2 separate regions of the Mus musculus genome follow, and region 2 is linked to region 1. Evidence: chromatin contacts called from public promoter capture Hi-C data. All regions are on one chromosome and are shown on one strand. The core of a region is the stretch at or near the end of the contact, and the rest is flanking DNA. Distances in the headings are between cores, read along the strand shown.

Region 1 (5,105 bases), core at 1,288-3,787:
CTGGCCTCAAACTCAGAAATCCACCTGTCTCTGCCTCCCAAGTGCTGGGATTAAAGGCCTGCGCCACCACCTCCCGGCTAGACTGTTTTTCTTAATCAATATAATATCCTTCTTTACGGTACTCTACTACAATTTATATTTTTATTTTAAGCTCCATATTGTATTTGTTTAGGGAAGAGATTGAGTCTTCCAGTTGTATTTCCTGTCCTAAAGCAAAGATTTCTACATAGTGTTAAATCAAATGTTTAATTTTAAACTAGCCATTGTTAACTATTGTCAATTTCATCTTTTATGAGATAATCGTTGCCCTTCTATAATTATCTCTAGGTTTAGAAATTTAGATATTATGGGCACTGTCTTTTAGAATCAGACAGAAAATCAGATTATTTTCCTTAAAACAGTTCTAAGGATAAGAACATTTGCCATGCGAGTCAAGTGCAGTGCTAGTTTGCTCTGCCTGTTTCTTTCTAACCCCGATGTCTCTAGCATTTTGCAATCAAGAAAGCCTTGTTTGACACTGAGGTGAAAGACTTGATCTCCTTCTAAATTTTATCAACTATGAGGGAGACATTTAGCTTCTACTTATGATATTGAAATCTTAATGTTCAAATAGACATTCTTGGGATATATGGCAAACATCAAGTCAGAGATAACTATTAGTGAGATAGCTGGATCCCATTAATTTAATGCTCACTGTAATACAAAACTCTTAATTATAATGAGTGAGTTTTCAGCTATAAAACTCGGGGATGGAATGAGTTCTATTATTATTATAAATAATATTTCAGGTTTTCACACTTAACATTTAAGCTGTTTAAGTCTACCACCATGTTAATAGTATTTTCAAAGTAAGTTTTGTTAAAATGCATTCTATAATTTTAAACACAAATAAAATTAGATGTGTTTTATTACATTTCAACAAAATGTAGCTCCTCATTTTTGTTAACTCATAATCTATTCAACACTTAGATACTTAAGATTAAGTTCTAATTGTGTGAATTTGTGTTCAAATACTTCAGAACAGAGTGACACAAATCTGAACACTTAAATCTAGACAACAGAGAGATTCTCCATTCTGAAGAGAAAGATCAATTGAAGGTTTCAAAAGAAATCTAGAAGATGATGATGCAGAGACCACTGCACCACGGTGAAAATGCAAGTCCCACTCATGACCACTTCACATATACGTAAAGAAATCATGCAAAATGGTTTCTCTTGGCTAATCTGAATACAGACCAATTCACTCAACATACAGGCAATCTAATATGACAGTTAATGGAAACATGGGTTTTCTTCTAACATTCTTGGTGGCTGTATATTCCACTAGATTTAACTGTGATTGAAATTTTACTCTATGGGGATGCTGAATGCTCTCATTTGTTTTTAATGATTTTGGCAGGTTTTTTTTTTTTTTAATAATTACTTTAGGGGCCAAGAATTAGTTCCATGATTCCGTTTAATTCATGAAGCTTTTGGATTAGCTCAAGAAAAAGACAGTAGGAATGCAACTATTTAAGTTAAAGACACTTGACACTCGAAGGCATGAATGTAACTTAGTTGTTACCAGGTAGTCAGAAGGTACAACAGCCGACCTATTTTTCACCCTGAAAGACCGAAAATCTTTACCAAGCTTGAGAAATTTGTGTGCGAGTCCAGGTAGAATTAAACGCTCCAGCCTCTAGATTGCAAACTGTTAAGAAGCAGCCTCTTGCAGTGGGGACCTTGTCACCATCGCCCAGGTGGCTGGGAGGAATGCCAGATCCGTGGGATCTGCTCAGGCGGTGACAGTGTGGCTCGAGGGCTCCTAGCCCAGAAGAGTCGCCTACCTTAACTGGGTGCAGATAGCCGTCGCCTCGCAAGGCGCCCAGACCGGGGTCTCCGGGCGCGTCGGTGTCGTCCTGCAGGCTGCGGGTGAGGTGGGCGATGTAGGTGGTGGCCAGCAGCAGCACGTCCAGCTTGGACAGCTTGGTGTCTGGCGGCACCGACGGCAGCGTGCGCTGCAGCTCCAGGAAGGCGTGTCGCAGGGTTTGCACTCGGCTGCGCTCCCGCGCGGCGTTCGCGGCGGCTGGACGGCCACCCCCGGAGCGCGCCGCGACCCCGCTGAGGCCTGTTGGCCCGGTCCCGGTCGGTCCTGGGCTCCAGTCGCGGGCGGCGGCGGGCGGCGCGGCGGACTCCGCGCTGCGTGGGCTGCTAGCGGGACGGCCGCGCTCCATGGCGACTCCGGCTCCGATTTCCCCGGCGTGCACTGCAAAGGAGCGGGCGGCCGTGAGCCCCGGCCTCGCGGCCTCGCCCTCGCCCTCGAGTCCCCAGGTGCTGAGCTGCTCCTGAAGGCGCCCAGGGCTCAGGCTCCGGTCCCCGCTGACACACCCCGCCCGCCCGCCCGCCCGCCCGCCCGCCCGGGGAAACGGGGCTGCAGGACTCGGCCTCACCTCGGACTTGGCGTCACCTCACCTTTCCTCCCCCCACCGCAGCGGCCGTGCGGGGTTCGGCTGAGCAGGGCTAGGCGGCCAAGGGCGTCGAGCGGGTGGGTCACTCCATCCTTGTCCAGGCTCTGCGCCGCCTTTTATGTGGGCGTCCGAAGCCAGCAAAGCCACGTCGGGCCGAGAGGGTCTCCCACCCGAGCCCTTGGGTTAGGGGCAGCGGCGTCCCGGAGCCGCCCCCTCGGCGGATAGACTCATCAATCAAACCGCTCGGGGGTGGGGCGGACGCCTGGCCCCGCCCCCTCTGGCCGGAAGGTTGAGAGTAGTTTACGGTGGTCCAGCTGGGACGGGACCCGGGGGTTTAGTACAGCGGGACTTCAGGAGCAGAGCCGTCGCGTGTGCGTCCCCGTCCGCCTTTAATTCTACAAGGTGAAGATTCTTGCAGTAGAAGCCTTTCCTCAGTACACCGTGACCTAGAGACCCGCCACCGCCACGGCCGCCTTCCGGCCTCGGCACCCGCTCGCCCACAGGCTCAGGCTGACCCCGGCGCCGGCGGGACTCAGTGCTGCAGCCCGTGGCGGACGCGGTTCTCGCCGCAGCCCAGCCAGATTCTCTGAACCGGGATAGGAATCAGCGCGGTTTCCTCTTTGCAGGTTCTGAGTATCAGATATGAAATGTCACTGAGGGCAAGGCTAGTTTATAGATTCGCGAACATTTCGCTGCAGATTTCTAACTTTCCACGTCGGGAATACCAAACAGTAAGATAGCAACGCAGGACTTTTTATACCACGATGGACCGAAACGTGGACTTGTCAGTGAATCACGGTGATTCTAAGACTGTAATGGGCTTTAGGCTTTAGAACGCACACTCAGATTTCCTTGATTCAAAAGGACTTGTGTTGAATAAGAAACCACATAATACGAAACCACATTTTATTTCCTGGCAAATTTTATTTAATAGCTAATAAAGTAAATAGATCCCAGAATTCACGCACATAAAGCAAAGTCTCAGATTCTATAAAGAAACAAATCAAACAACTTACACACCGAGATAAGTGAAGTCCACAAACCCTCAAAACATGCTGTTGCCTAGTTCTATGAAGAAATCAAATCACTCGAGGCTGAATTTACTCCTTTTTCTCAGACAAATTTTCCTTTACTTTTGGATTTTGGAGAAGGTGAGGTTCATGGATATCGTTTTTTGTTAGCGAGCTTTCAGATTCCTTCAAGGACAGATTCCTGTATTTACAAACAAAAACACACCAGCATTTAATTGACATGCAGAAAAAGGTGATAAAGTACCCAGGACACACTGTTGGTAGAAAAGGTTCATAACTATCCAGGCTTCCCTGCTTTGAGAGGCACACAGACAGAGGGAGGTTAGGTGGGCTGTGGCTGTGCAGAGACGCCTGGACACATCTTTCTAGTTAGCCTGTTGCTCTCCTGGACAGCACCGGCTGGCAGCAGAGCAGGTGTTGCCCAACAGTGTGTGAGAAGACTGAGGTTCACAGAACAGACCACTGAGCCTCTCCTGTTTTGTCCTATCTTTGCTATTCTATGCAGGCTGATTCTAAGTCCAAATTCCTGTGAGAGACTTTGATAGTTAAATTTCAGCTGGAGAGATGGCTTAGTGGTTAAGAGCATTGACTGCTCTTCTGAAGGTCCTGAGTTCAAATCCCAGCAACCACATGGTGGCTCACAACCATCTGAAATGAGATCTGACTTCCTCTCCTGGTGTGTCTGAAGACAGCTACAGTGTACTTTGGATATAATAATAAATTTCAGTCACTTTAACTACAGGTAATTCTAAAACTCCACTATTTCATATCAACTATTTCATAAGTAGCAGGCAGCACACAGCACTTTTCATGTGCTGAGCGCTTTACAGGTTAATTCTCAGTTTGCCTTTACAAAAGCTGAGGATGGGATTCCGGGATTGGGCCACTTGTCCAGTGTTGAATACCTAGTAAAAGGCTAAGGCCGAGATCAAGCCAAGTAGGTTGTCACTAATGTTTAATCTTTGCCATACTACCGAGTCTTTGGGGTTTTGTTGTTGTTGTTGTTGTTTTGGTTTTGGTTTTTTGAGACAGGGTTTCTCTGTGTAGCCCTGGCTGTCCTGGAACTCACTTTGTAGACCAGGCTGGCCTCGAACTCAAAAATCTGCCTGCCTCTGCCTCCCGAAAGCTGGGATTAAAGGTGTGCGCCACCACGCCAGGCTCTAAGAATTATTAAGTTATTCTTAAGTCTTTTAAATATATTTAAATTTATTTGAGTTATGTTAAGATTGTCTTTACGATTAAAGGTAGAAAGCAAATATTACATAGCATAGAATAAAATGCTTAAACATTTTATAATATACATATATTTTGTATACATTTAACAATAAATTGGTTTCAACTATTTGTTGTTTAAATTAAGGAACAGCTTTTAGCCTGGTATGGTGGCACATGTCTTTAGTACCAGCTCTCAGGAGGCAGAGGCAGGCAGATCTCTGTGAGTTCCAGGCCAGCCTAGTCTACATATCAAGTTCCAGGATAGCCAGGGCAAAAAAGAGATCCTGTCTCAAAACAAACAAACAGACAAACAAACAAACACCTTTTATAGTTAAATGTATCCTTTTGAGTGAATAGTTTAAGTTTAAGATGTATATACAGTGCTACAAGTACCATGAGAATAAGGACACAA
Region 2 (5,105 bases), core at 765-3,264, 41 kb after region 1:
TTTATAATGCCGCTTTTATGCTTCTTGTCTGTGTTGTCTTTAGAGCAAGGTTTAATCTAGGGGTGGCCATTCCTGGACTGCACATTTTAATGTCACTGCATTCAACCAAATTGTCCTTCAGTGGGACTTTGACATTTATTGGTGATGGTAGTGGCAGAGTCCCTATAGATGCAGTTAAAGCTCTGATATCAGCAGCTTTTTCTTGTTGTTTTTTGTTTGTTTTTTAAGATTTATTATGTATACAGTGTTCTGCTCGCATATATGCCTATGCGCCAGAAGAGGGCATCAGATCCCATTACAGATGGTTGTGAGCCACCCTGTGGTGGCTGGGGTTGAGCAGGCAGTGCTCTTCTCCAGCCCAATATTTTTAAGTTGGGTTTTAATGTACCACTCTTGACACCCTGCAGAAAGTGAAGCATTCCCTTGTCAGCCTTTCAGACTTCCTTTTATGTGCTAATTGCTCTTTCCATATTTTATTCATTATTCCTACTGGGTTGTGATTTGATACTTAAGTTTTAGAACTTATGCATATTCCTATTAGATAATAAATTCTGTCATTGATTGTCATTGATCTTTTCCCAGCCCTGGACTTGTCTTTGCTATTTTCTTGTTTCATTTGTTTTTAACAGTGAAAACGTTTTTTGTTTTCCTTGAATAGGAAAGGGCTTTTAACAAGGGAAGCAGTCAGCAGACAGGCAGGTAGGCAGAACAGTGGGCAGGCAACCTGCTGTGATTTCAAGTGTCTTTAACTTAAAATAGTCAATGTGCCAGAGCAGCATATTTGAGAGTGGTTTTTTTGTTGTTGTTTTGAGACAGGGTTTCTTTGTATAGCCCTGGCTGTCCTGGAACTCATTTTGTAGACCAGGCTGACCTCGAACTCAGAAATCCGCCTGCCTCTGCCTCCCGAGTGCTGGGATTAAAGGCGTGCGCCACCACCGCCCGGCAAGAGAGTAGTATATTTTTAATTATTTCACCACAGATGAATTCTGTATAAAAACTGGTGCCTCTGTAAAGAAAGGAGGCAGCTGAGCTGGTGGCACTCATATAACCCCAGAATTTAGGAGGTAGAAGAAGGAAGTTCAAGGGCAGCTTTGGCTACAAGTGAGTATTAGGGTATTTTGGGCTACATGAGACTTTTTGGAAAAGAAGAGACAAGCTGAAAATATTTTTAAATCAAGAGAAGGCCAAGGAATGTAATCAGTAAGCTATAGGAAAAATACCCAGGGGTTTGAATGTGGAAAGGGAGAGACTCACCATAACCCACAACATAAAATATTAAATAATAAACTGCTTGGGAGTTCATGAAAATTGTTTTGTCAAAACACCACCATTCTTTTCATCAAGAAAGCACCAACTCTAACTTTACTGTAGTGTAGTTTCATTGTTTTAGAGAAATAATAAGCCCCAGAGGGCTTAAACTGCACTTAGTTGAACTTGTGTACATTTTAGAACATTATAATAAAAGCAATAAGGTCAACACTTGTAGGAGTGTCCTTGATTTTCTCAGAAGAGAAGTCATTTTCCATAATATCTCCTATTGGATACAACTGCTGGGACTCATCTTCCCAGAAACCAGAGGGAAAGGCTCTGGGAATGGGTCCTCTGCTGATTATCACCTCTAGGCTCCTTGCAGACTGGGTAGGACAGACAGTTTCAGAGTTTGGTTTCTACCTACATTTCTTCTTAGGCCTTAGCTCAGTGGCTTCCAGATTCTCTAAGTGGGGCTTCAGCCCTCCAGACTTTTCAAAGCCTGGGCCCCGCTCCCTCGCCCCCTCCACCCTCCGGCTTCTAGAGAGCTTCCAGCCTTGCCTGCTGGTCCGAACTAGTCTTCTAAAGTGTGTCTGCTATTCTAGCTGTTTAGGGACAGGGCTCAGGGACCTGCACTTTAACCGGTATTAAGAGTCTGCGTGCACGAACATTCCTGGCTAGGCTTTTCGGGGGGCTTCTCACCGCTCTGTCCAGTCGGGTCTGTAACTGGTTTGGTCAGTGTCCTTGTGCCAGGCTCCTCCAAAGCCAGCGGCGGTTGCCAGGCGACCAAATGCTCCAAACGCCCAGGCAGATTAAGTCTCGTGACGTCAGGGAAGCCCGCAGGGCCCGCCTTGAGTCTGGCTCTTTGTGACAGGGACGCCAGAGAGTTGGTGTTGTGCACTGGTGGTCCCGAAAAAGACCAGTTAGTTTGGGCAGAATAAGATTTGCAGGCTATCGTTTCCCTCTCCATCACCTTTGATTATTTTAGTGTCCGGTAACCACACCTGCCCCTGTATAGACCCAAAGGAATAGCCTGTAGGTACAGCCAGAACTCCACATTCATTGCTAGGATAAAACCCAAACTTGGGTTGATAGTCACGGCACTCCTCGCAGCTTGCCGCTTCCTGTCTTATTCAGGATTCTCGGGTTCCGATATGCTCTGTTCCATTCTCCAGCTTTTGGGGTATCAATAGCACGTTTTCTTTCCTCTTTTGTTTTGTTTTTGTTTTTGTTGTCTTTTGAGACAGGGTTTTTCTGTGTAGCTCTGTCTGTCCTGGAACTTGGGCTGACCTCGAACTCTGACATCAATCCACTACCTCTGTTAGGATGAAAGGCACGAGCCACTGCCATCTGTTTTTTGTTTGTTTGTTTGTTTTTAGTTTATTCATCCCACTCACCATCACCGCCGCCGCCACCACCACCTGCCCCGCACGCTCCCAGTCACAAAAATATGGAATGTTTCACAAATTTGTGTGTCATATTTGTGCAGAGGCCGTGCAAATCTCTGTATTGTTCCACTTTTAGTACATATGCTGCCGAAGTGATCACCCCTCTTACGTTTTATTCCCTCTTTATCTCAGCTTAGATCAGGGTAAACTTTCAGAAAGCCTTACTGTTGCATTTTGTTAGTTTCTGTTTTCCTCAACAACTAATATGAAGTTCTTTAGCATAACAAGGATCTGCCTTTGTAAAAGAAAAAGAAAGAAAGAGCGAAAGAAAGAAAAGAACTGAGGACAGCATTCTTTTCTCTCACCATTGTCAGTGGGTAGGCAAATGCTGTGTATACCTAATGCGGTGTATACCAGTACTTGCTTGACAAATGTTTGTAAAATAAATAACAGGAATGAAAGATAAGAAGGACAACACTTAGTACAAGAAACCATCATTCACAGTGAAAAGGACTCTCGGGATATAGTGCATACCTTTAATCTCAGCGCTATGGAGGCAGAGGCAGGTGGATCTTTGTGAGTCTATAAACAGCCAGGGCTGAACCTCAACTTGAAAATCCATTTAAAAACAAAACAAAACAAACCCCCAACTCATTGTTGAAACCAGTTGTGGTGAGGGAAGAAGGAAAGAGAAATGCTAAGAGAAGCCAGGTATAGATTCATCAGCCACAAAAGGAAAGATAATGATTCAGGCCGGGAATTCAGTTACACTGGAGAATGGCTCATGTACAAGGGTTGCCTCCCAGGAGAAAAAGCTGTAGAAGGACAGGAAGTGAGAGAATAATTAAAACAATACATTAAAACAAACCAGATGCCTGTCCTATGAGTTTAATGGATCATTCCATTGGAGGCAACAACTTTAACAAGGTGTCGAGGGCTGACTTAATTCTCTGTATAGCACTTAGTCTGCAGCTAAAACTGTTAAAGGCCTTGCTTAGTAAGGCCTCCAAGTTTAGTAAGGCCTAGGTTTAGAAAGTCAACGAGACTCACTTGCTCTAGAAGTCTTGGTTTTAGAAAATTTTCATATATCATGAAATGAAATGTGCTCTCATTTGTGGGAAAGCTATGTACACATTTATTTTTTATATTTGAGATAAGTTTCTCACTATGCACCTCAGACTGGGCTCAACTTTACTGGTTCAGGTTTATCAGCTCACATAACCCTTCCACCTTTGACTTTTGAATATTTGGGGCTGTCCAGGCCACCTTACGTGGTATATATACCTTTAAGTATGCAATATGATATGTACATCTAGACATGGACATATTTAAATGTCATTTTTTGGTGGCATGATTATGACTATATATGTTACTAAAATAGAGGTTTTCCTTCTATTTTTAGTAGCAAGATTTATAAAAATGGTAAAATTACATTTTGAAACTTCATTTTGGATCTTCATGTGGTTGAAAATCATGATTATTTGTGTTTAACATGGTTGAGTTACTAACAAATATGAGTGTGTAGGGGGTGTTTATGTATGTTTATGTTCATGTGCGTATGGATGTGTGTGTATTTGTGTGTGTGTGTGTGTGTGTGTGTGTGCTTGAAGAAGCCAGAAGAGGGCATCTGATCTTCTTGAGCAGCTCCGAACAGCCCCGTGTAAGGATTGGAACTCAGGTCTTCTAGAAGAGCAAGAAGTACTCTTAACTGCTAGCCACTTCTGTAGCCCTCTACATCTTAATTTTTGAGACAAATTCTCCCACTGAATTTGAAGCTCACCCCTTGGGCTAGGCTGGCTGTTGGTAAGCAGGGATCTGCTTGTCTGAGGTGTTAGGGATGTGTACTGCAACACGCTGCTTTTCACGTGGGCGTTGAAGATCTAAACCCAAGACCTCATGTTTGCCCACAGGCACTTAACCAGGTCATCTCTCCAAATCTACTAATTAATTTTAAAATGCAATTAGTTAGCTTAAGAGAATATATTCTCTCGTAAAGATGTGACATATAACCCCTGCCTAGTGGCACACTGTGAAACAATCAGCTATGTATTTTCCACTGAGGCAGAAATTTGGCAGGCTTCAAGAAATTCTTGTCTATAGTATTACATGTATAAGTCAAATAAAAAATACTCTGAGATTGAGACTGGGCAGATGTTGGGGAAATTTGTATTTGCAAAAAGAAATGAGTCTTGAGAATAATTTTTGAAGCACAATGCTAAAATCACACCTTAAAAAGCCTCCACTTGAGTTTTCAAGTAACTCTAGACAGAAACAGACTTTATCGTCCATATGCCGTCCTGTCTTTGTCAATCAACATTTGCTGAGCTCACACCTCACAGAGCTCTGAGAACGCACTAAGTAAACATTGCTGATTGAGTTCCTTTCACCGAGAAACCAAGAAATTAAAAGGCACAGAGAAGTCCATCATTATCGCATAACTCCACATTAAAAAATGCACATTTGTTAGGC

What was found. Promoter capture Hi-C pulls out the DNA fragments that hold promoters and counts their contacts.
Region 2: a promoter capture Hi-C map of macrophages shows a contact between it and region 1, with 8 read pairs. The contact joins the promoter of Ppp1r42 here to the promoter of Tcf24 in region 1. A contact is called at or near these places in 8 of 39 promoter capture datasets (the 3T3-L1 cell line, 3T3-L1-derived adipocytes, the C10 cell line and 4 more), 14 of 484 Hi-C or Micro-C datasets (the AML12 cell line, the C10 cell line, CD4 T cells and 8 more), 2 of 115 datasets of contacts at active chromatin or transcription factors (bone marrow-derived macrophages and embryonic stem cells) and 4 of 9 other capture datasets (adipose tissue, embryonic stem cells, liver and 1 more).

The regions. Positions count from the first base shown.
Region 1 is chr1:9,965,273-9,970,377 of GRCm38.p6, forward strand. It overlaps Tcf24 (transcription factor 24), which reads right to left and starts at 2,538. Exons shown (of 3, transcript NM_001285425.2): 1 at 2,452-2,538; 2 at 1,827-2,245. The coding sequence starts at 2,213. Ppp1r42 (protein phosphatase 1, regulatory subunit 42) reads right to left here. Exons shown (of 9, transcript NM_145692.2): 9 at 3,350-3,659. The coding sequence ends at 3,548.
Region 2 is chr1:10,007,122-10,012,226 of GRCm38.p6, forward strand. It overlaps Ppp1r42 (protein phosphatase 1, regulatory subunit 42), which reads right to left and starts at 2,015. Exons shown (of 9, transcript NM_145692.2): 1 at 1,951-2,015. LOC115487608 (a small nuclear RNA gene) reads right to left here and starts at 2,796; the gene lies at 2,693-2,796.